Regions from separate parts of the Larimichthys crocea genome. Here region 2 is linked to region 1. Evidence: chromatin contacts called from public Hi-C data. All regions are on one chromosome and are shown on one strand. Each heading gives the region's core, a stretch centred on a gene start, on an enhancer-like site or on the middle of the called end of the contact. The rest is flanking DNA. Distances are from core to core; before and after follow the strand shown. Region 1 holds the start of gpr18 (G protein-coupled receptor 18). Region 2 holds the start of klf5b (Kruppel like factor 5b).

The links. A called contact is a pair of places that touch in the nucleus more often than the background predicts.
Region 2: a contact with region 1 is called in a Hi-C map of muscle, with 5 times the contacts expected there. The contact joins the promoter of klf5b here to the promoter of gpr18 in region 1. A contact is called at or near these places in 3 of 7 Hi-C or Micro-C datasets (all in muscle).

Annotation. Positions count from the first base shown.
Region 1 is chrXVIII:19,257,008-19,261,404 of L_crocea_2.0, forward strand. gpr18 (G protein-coupled receptor 18) reads left to right here and starts at 2,123. Exons shown (of 3, transcript XM_010734009.3): 1 at 2,123-2,275; 2 at 2,947-2,997; 3 at 3,151-4,397. The coding sequence starts at 3,158. The coding sequence ends at 4,177.
Region 2 is chrXVIII:19,397,700-19,402,096 of L_crocea_2.0, forward strand. It overlaps klf5b (Kruppel like factor 5b), which reads left to right and starts at 2,121. Exons shown (of 4, transcript XM_019255764.2): 1 at 2,121-2,422; 2 at 4,093-4,397. The coding sequence starts at 4,105.

The sequences.
Region 1 (4,397 bases), core at 873-3,372:
TCACATTCACACGCCTACGGCGGAGGAAGCCGGAGTACCCGGAGAGAACCCACGCAGACACGGGGAGAACATGCGACCTCCGCACAGACCAGCCGGGGTTTGAACCAGGAACCTTCCTGCTGCGAGTGGAAACATACATCACACACATTATTATTCAGGAGATGAGTGTTTTTATATCTCACCTTTAACTTTTAATGATACAATAATAATAACTTTATTCATATAGCACCTTTTAAAAACAGAGTTTACAAAGTGACAAACAGGATAAATAAGATTTAAGAACGCAGTAAAAGACAGCACAACATAAAACCATTAAAACTCAAAGTAATATCTTGTTGTCTTGTTTGATGCATTAAATAAAATAACATTAAATAAGGCAGCAATAAAATACAGAATGATAAAATAAGGGCAGCACGGTGGTGCAGTGGTGGTGGTGACTTTGCATGTTCTCTCCATGTCGGTGTGGGTTCTCTCCGGGTACTCCGGCTTCCTCCCACAGTCCAAAGACATTAACAGGTTAACCGGTGTCTCTAAAATGCCCGTAGGTCTCTACGTGCCCTGTGATGAACCGGTGACTTGTCCAGGGTGTTACCCCGCCTCTCGCCCAATGTCAGCTGGGAAAGTCTCCAGCCCCCCGTGACCCTAGTGAGGATAAGCGGTTACAGATAATGTATGTATGATATAAAATAAGTAAACACACACTGCGTACGACACTTTTGAATTTAAGCAGTGATGAAGACAAGGACACATAGCAACAGAACAATTAAAATAATGTTACAATGCTATGCTATTTGCACAATGAAAATATAAAGTCAGTTTGGAAAGACTTCAAATGAAGTGGACTTGTTGGTTTTGCAGCTTTAAGTTCTGCAATAACCGCCACAGATAGAAAATGTCATGCATCATGTTAGGCCAGTCTTACTTGCACAATAATAAATGAATAATGAAACCTCAGAGCACATTGTAGTGATCACATTCCTGCTCTAGAGGGCAGTATAAACCAGGGTAAAGAGCTGACGCTCTTCACAGTATATCACAGAGACATATTCACAGATGTAGCATCACTTCATCTTTTTATTTTTTCAATAAACTCACAGTCTCAGCATCTTTTATTTTAATCACAGACAGCAGAGCGTGAAAACACAAAGACAGCATGTGACGTCTGAATGTATATCTGTGACTGTTTATGATAAACAATAAAGATCAGGCATTTATTATGAAGTGGAAGACTGCTGAGGCAACCGCATGACAAGTATCAAAGAGAGGAAAACATCACACAGACTGTTGTCATAACAACATATTGCAATGAACACAAAGTACCATCTGCTGTGAGATTTTTAAGACACATCGAGAGGACAAGCGGATAGATAATTATTTCCCAGGAATAAAAATTAGACTGAATGAGCCGGCTTCCTATAAACACTGCGATAAAAAAAATAGTGAACACAGACAGAAGTTCACACACACACACAGAAAAAAAGAGGAAATGTTAAGTCGTGGGAAAGTGTGATTTATTTTCAGCTTCACTCCGCTGCATTATGGGAGTGGAAAGTAGCAGTTAGGAGGGAAGGGGGAAGAAGTTTAGATCGTTCTCTGAGCCAAACGTCCTAATTCAAAGTTGTTACCAGCTCACACACACACACACACATTAATCACACACACTAATCTGTATTCAGTCCAGGTCCGGCCTGACCTTGAGCTTTTCACCTGAGGTATGCGCTTTGCATCCATTAAGTCGACGTGGTGTAAAACCATCTCACAGCATCAGCGTGAAGTGTCTATTACCACCGTCTTATTTCCTGTTTATATGGCAACTGCCTCAACATCCTGTTTTTAATTACTTCTCTCCAGCAGCAGATGCTTCTCACAGCAACCTGCTGTGGATTACTCCCCTGAGAACTAATGTGCTGTGACAGACCCCACTTTTCCAATCAATAACTCGCCCTAAATCTGCCATCTCTCTGCCTGCCAAACACACTCCCACTTCTAATGGCACATCATTTTCTTTAAGGGGGTGTAATTGCAGACTGTGGAAAGCTGTAGCCCTTTGTGTTCCAACTACGTAGATACAGTAAAGGAATCTAAAGTACCAGAAAGTCTTACACAGGAAGTGATGGAGGGGGCTTTACATTGTGCTGTAGTCTCGTCACACGTTACCCTGTTTCAGAAAAGCGTCCACTTCCCTGTTTTTGGCTGAGCGCTCAGATAAATCGGCCGTGCCACTTCATAAACCTGTTGGCGCAGAGCTTGTCAAGATGTTTGTGTGATTTCTGTGGTAAGTGCAGTTTTTTATTGTTCAGGCGAGGGCTACCTGATCTGTTTGACCTTTAGAGACAGAGACAGAGACAGAGAGAGAGGGAAGTCATTTTGGCAGATGTGTTTTATAGTCACTTGGTGTGTGTGTGTGTGTGTGTGTGTGTGTGTGAGCGCTTTAACTGATGTCAGTCACTCATCTTACTTGTTTAACTCACTTGCTTTACGTTAATCTGTTCCCTGATTTTAAGATTCAAGACGCCATGTACAGACAGGACAGTGGAAAAAAAAATCAGGTCACATGATTTACTATCAGTCACACTATCTGAATTTCACTTCCATGTTTCACCCGACCGCAGACGACTACAATAGCTCCATTCTCTCTAGTCTGATATATATATTTATTTATATATATATTTTTGCTATTTGTTTGCTTGTTTATGTCGTTTTTAATTACGCTATCACACATCGAGACCGACGCGTTCTGTTTGTCTTCCTTCCTTTCACGGCACAGCTGCACCGCTTTTAAGAATAACTATTCAAATGATCAAGCAGAAGGCTGTAAAAAAAAAAAAGAAGTGTGTGCATTCAGAAGCAGCTTCTCGTTTATTCAACCGACACGTCGTTTTTTTTTCTCTCTCTCAAACACACACAGAACTTTTGAATGTGTTATAATGTTTGCTTGTTTCTTAGATTTCAAACTCGTGGACTCGTGGAGGGATAACTTCTACATGATGTTCGAAGGTAAGCTGCGTTTCAAATCAAGCATCATTTTGGTCAAAATGGGAATTAGAGAATCCATTTTATAGCTTTGATGTAATATTCCTGCAGCTGATCTTAGACTGAATCGGTTTCACGATGAGAGAAGAATGGAAACATCTTGCTGTGTTTTCTAAGTTTCAGAATGAAGTTGGATCTAAACGTCTCCAACATGTCCCTGGAGTCTGATGCCGCGAGGCCGGAGCAGGGCCCGGTGGAGTACCGCATGGCAGGCCTGATCTTCTACTGCTTCGTGTTCGGCATAGGAGTCATAGTGAACTTCACAGCTTTGTGGGTGTTTGCCCTCACCACCAAGAAGATGAACTCCGTCACCATCTACATGATAAACGTGGCGGTGGTGGACCTCACCTTCATCCTGCTGCTTCCCTTCAGGATGGTCTACCACCACCAGGACTACTGGCCCTTTGGAGATATCTTCTGCAGGGTCAGCTCGGCTCTCACCATCTTCTACCCCTGCATGGCTCTGTGGCTGTTCGCTCTGATCAGCGCCGACCGCTACATGGCCATCGTGCAGCCGAAGCACGGCAAAGAGCTGAGGAACGTCCCGAAGGCCGTGGTGGCGAGTGTCGGGGTGTGGCTCATGACTCTGGGCTCCACCGTGCCCCTGCTCTTCTCTGAGAAAGACCCCGACCGCATCTCCAACTACACCACCTGCATCAAGATGCAAGACATCATCTACATGCGCCACGACAACCCCGTGAACTTTGTGCGACTCATCTTCTTCTTCCTGCTTCCCATATGCATCATGATTGGCTGCTACATCGTGATCGTGGACAATCTGGTCCACGGCCGCACCTCGAAGCTCAAACCAAAAGTGAAGCAGAAGTCCATCCGGATCATCATCACGCTGATCATTCAGATGTTGGTGTGTTTCGTGCCTTTCCACGTGTGCCTGGTGATCCGCCTGCTGGGGAAAGGTGAAGATGGCGGGTTCAGCACGTGGGCGGTCTTCACCACGTTCCTGATGAACCTGAGCACAGTGTTGGATATCATTCTCTACTACATCGTCTCCAAGCAGTTCCAGGACAGGGTGATCAGCGTGATCCTGTACAGGAACTATCTGAGGAGCGTGAGACGCAAGAGCAGGCACACACACACGGGCAGCGTCCGATCAATGAGCAACGTGACCAGCGCCATGATATGAAACCGAGCCATCAAAGTCTTCACGTAGACGACGCAGCGTACTGTGCACAATGTAACACTGAATGCATCACTGTGTACATGGTTCGTTATCAAAAGGATCAAAACTTGCAATTAATTTCCAAGGTGTAATTTACACTCACAGTATGGAGTGCTGCTGTTGTGGCAAAAACATCTGTGTTCAGAGCTGATTGACTCACCCATGAGACTTGAGATGTTTTCTG
Region 2 (4,397 bases), core at 871-3,370, 140 kb after region 1:
GGTGGGAGAACTATGTCAGCACATTACCAACATTAGAAACGGACTTGTTTTCACTTAAACCTCAATTATAATGGTGGCTCCAGAAACAATTATATTGATGAATGCTTTCTAAGTTACTGTAATTAAATTATTCCATTTAATTAACGAATTATATTGAATTTCTCCCCAGAGGACGGCATTAGCCTCATCTGCTGTTTTACAAACAGGAGTACTCTAATGTTGTGTGCTATGGAAATGATTACTAATGCCTAATGAAACTGTGTCAGATCAGATAAATGCCGCACAGAGTCAACAAGCCAAGCTTGTAACGCAGCCAAAACTTGAGACGAAATAATAAAGCCAAAGAAGAAATTATTGATTCTATTTTCTATTTTTTTAATCTTTTTTTTTTTTTCAAGGGCAGACTTTGAAAAGCTGACATCAAATAAATTATAATTCTGAGTGCCTGTGCTGGAGGTTTTTAAAAGAGAGTATGGAAAGTCAAAGAAAAATGCACACGCCGTGTTTAAGATGCTCGTATTGAAACGTGAAATGAAAATAATCTTTGTTTTAAAGGTAACTCACGTGTCATAAAAAACACTTTAAGACACTGTGTGTGTGTGTGTGTGTGAGGGGGGAAAAAAATCTAAATAAAAGTGTCAACTGACTTCATAAAAACAGGCATCACTTTGCTTGTTTCCCACTCACCGGCTCTGTGGAAAGTAATGAAACACACGGTATAAAAAGTGGGACGCATTAACAGTTTGATGGTTCAGCAGTACGTTAAAAAACACACACACCAGTTCCACTGCAGCTGACCATTGCCCTCTGCTGGGAGTGCCAAGCACCTGCTCCAAGACAGACTATATATAGAGCATAAGATTTGTTTGTATTTCTTGTGTTACACCCAGTGTCATAACATTTAATATTATTAATGGGCAAAACACGGATAGGATAGCCACACACACACTCTGTATACACACATGTGATAGTCACATCCATAAACACAAAGCACAAGAAATAACTCAATCTGCTTACAGAAAGTTATTTTAGCCTTTCAAAATAAAAACACACACACACACGCTGTGTGCTTCATGTGTTTATTGTCCTATCCCCTCTTGGCCCTGGCCATATTAGTCCATGAGAGAGAGAGCGCAGAGGAGAGAGGAGTTGTGATGCTGTAAGCACATACCGTGCATTCTCTCTCCTCCGCTGTGCAGTTGTTGGGCATATTGTGAGGGTTTTTTAATACGTTGGGGGGTGGGCGATATGGAAGGAGGGCTCGGCTCACATTCGCCGTACAGGAAGAGCCACGGCCAAGAATGACAGTTGCTCCTCTTGGAGCTGAGACATCCATGGATTTAGATTGCACTTTGAAAGGTCAGCACATGACGGCCAATCAGTCAGCTCCTAATTGGATGATCAGCAGTCATTTGAATATGTTTTCAGATATATTTATTTTTATTTATTTATCTTACTGACTCATGAAAAAATATGGATATTTTCTTTTGGCGAGCGCTCGTCCTGATGATGTTTGTGTCGTGTAATCAAAACCATAATATATTTGATTTATTTTCTTAGTTTTGTTTTAAAAAGTTCAGCAGAACACGTGTGACACACTAACAAAAGGTGGGAAAATATGTTAGATTAAAATTATAAGTCAAATATAACAAATTAGGGTGAGTTCAGAGGAGGTTAAAGGATTTTAAAAACTTGTTTTGATGATGAATTTATAAGAAGAAAATGACTTTCACAGCCGAGTCCTGCGCTGCAAAGATCTGTCACTTACAAACTCAAATAAAAAGCAACAGATGAACATGTACGCATGGTAAGAAATGTGTTTTTCCATATGCTGTGTGATTACTTTAAGCTTTATCCACCTATGACCTGATCTAACCTCGCTTTCAAAGCCTGTTGAGTCAGGCCTACAGTGGGTGCAGTTACAACATTTTAATAAGAGGACAGAAACTGCCTGAAGTCAAACATGGATGGGAGTGGCACTAAATGACAGTGATTCTTTTTTTTTTTATTTATTATTATAATGTAATGCTGCATAAGTCTTTGTCCACATCGGTGCCAAGGTTGTGGCATACCTGTGTTTCCAGTTCCAGCATGTTGCACTGACATGGGGTAATACTCTGTACACCTGTGTGGGAAAAAAAACAACACTTGTCAAGTGAGTTCTGTCTCTGTTAAGCTGAGGTATAAAGCTGCTGTCACCGTGATCTCTAAAGACGCAGGCTTTGAGGTTTGGAGGTTGGATTTTGTGATTCTTTTCGGAAGCCAGAAATCTGGTGTGTATCTAAAAGGATGTAAAGAAACATGTCAAGAGTTCCTGCAGGGTCACCAGAAGAAGAAGACACGTAAACAGGGTGCAAAATAAACGCAGCAGGTTTATTCCAGGGAGCAAAGTTTGGACAACTGCAGATCATCGCTGCTGAATGTAAGTGTGACCCCCACACCGTGCGTTTGAGTGAAATGCTGAGCTATTTTGATGGAAACATCCACTGGCAGTAGTATATGTGTGAGTGTGTGTGAGTGTGTGTGTGTGTGTGTGTGCTGCTGGCTCAGGAATGTTGGCATCAAGTATGCAGTCCTGACAGACAGCTGCACTGCAGTGGCGTTTTTAACATGCCAGACCAGGAGACCAGGAGCAGTCAGTCAGTCAGTGCCGGCTCAGAATAAAGAAAGAAAAAAGTTTACATTAGATGATAGGGGGAAAAAAAGTGAAGCTGATTGGCTGAGGTGGCAGGTGAGACACTGACACGTCACTGGAAGGTCAGACAGAATCAAAAAAAAGGTGTTAAAGGAGGCACATCAGACCTGATCCAGATCCAGATCCACTGACACCTCCTTTTTTTTCTTTTTTAACCCTCCCACGTGTCATTTCTTCTTCTAACCTTCGAACCATTTCACCTCATCACACCGCACAGACCTCAGTATTCATTACATTAGGCGTGTCCCTCCTGATCTACGCTCGCTTGTCCTGTTTATTTTGTGCATGTTCAGCCCCGCCCTGCGGAGAGGAGACGCGCCGTTTCCACGCAGTTGCGTAATTTGACAAGCCAGCGCAAAAAAAAAAAAAAAAAAAATAGAGAGAATGAACGTTTGACAGCTGGCTCTCTCTCTCTCTCTCTGTCTCTATCTCTCAGAAAACAAAAGAAATACCTATGCTTCGTTTATCTGTGAGAGATCTCGGATAGTTTTTGTGTCTCTCTCTGCGCTTTTATGGCCGCTGCCGTGAGGAATAATGTTTGGGTTGCTCCGGGGCAGGACGCGCAGTTTCTCCGTAAAACCAACCCCGCCGCACCGCCACTGACAGCCGACGGTCTGAGAGGTGAAGACCATGGACAAGTGCTCTGTAACATGCCGGGAACTTCCTCTTTTCATGATTATAATTTGGTAGGAGGGATTGCATTTATTTATTTTTTATTTATTTATGTTTTTTTTTTTTTTGCATCAGAGCATCACACACACACACACACACTGCTTACTGATCTGAGTTGCTGCTGCTGCTTTGGATGTAGAGATGCTGCTGATGAGAGCAAAAAAAAAAAAAACAGGCTGTTTTCATTGTCAGATCTAAGCCTAAATAATGGAGGCAGGCCCGTGTGTGTGTGTGTGTGTGTGTGTGTGTGTTTGCTCTAATATTCACAGCTATTATCCCAAACACGTGACTGAAATCCGTCCTGCACTGATGCTGTTTGAATCACAAGCGGGGCTGGAAAAAGGCACAAAAAAACAAAAAACAGGAATGGAGGGATGTGATGTGAAACGTTTGCAGCTCCCAGCAGCACAAACTTGCTCTGAAGAGATAAATAACGCTGCAGCAGCAGCAGCAGCAGCAACTGGATGTTCTAATTTCAGCCCGGCTGGAGCGTTTCAGGAGGGCGTCTGCTGCTTGTAAAAAAAGGAGGGTGGAGGTGGTGGAGGTGGCAGTGCAGGACCCTAATGTGTGCACAACAGTGTTTGTCCTGTGATGCTTCATTAGGACTACAAGTGGAGAACTGTGGGTGAAGACAACTAGGGGTCCCACATGGCTGTGCATCTATCCAACACCCTGAATCTCTCATCTCTGCTTTACTGATCACCCCCTTCTCTTCTGTCTCGCAGGGTAAATCCGAGATGGACAGCTACCTGTCTCCGCACCAGCAGGATGTAGTAAATCCCAAAATGTTGTGCAGGGACGGCGGCGCTCTGATGCTGGAGCCGCCTTTCTCAGAGGACTTCGCCTCCCCTTACAGCGTCAACATGAGCCTGCTCCTCCCTGACGTCACATACCTGCGCCCCGGCCTCTGCAGGACCGTGAGACAGATCAAAACGGAGCCGCCGCACTCCCTGATGCACGCCGCCTGTCAGGGCAACGGGGCGGCGGGGCCGCCGGCGCTCCCAGAGTACCCGGGTGTTTACGGCACGGC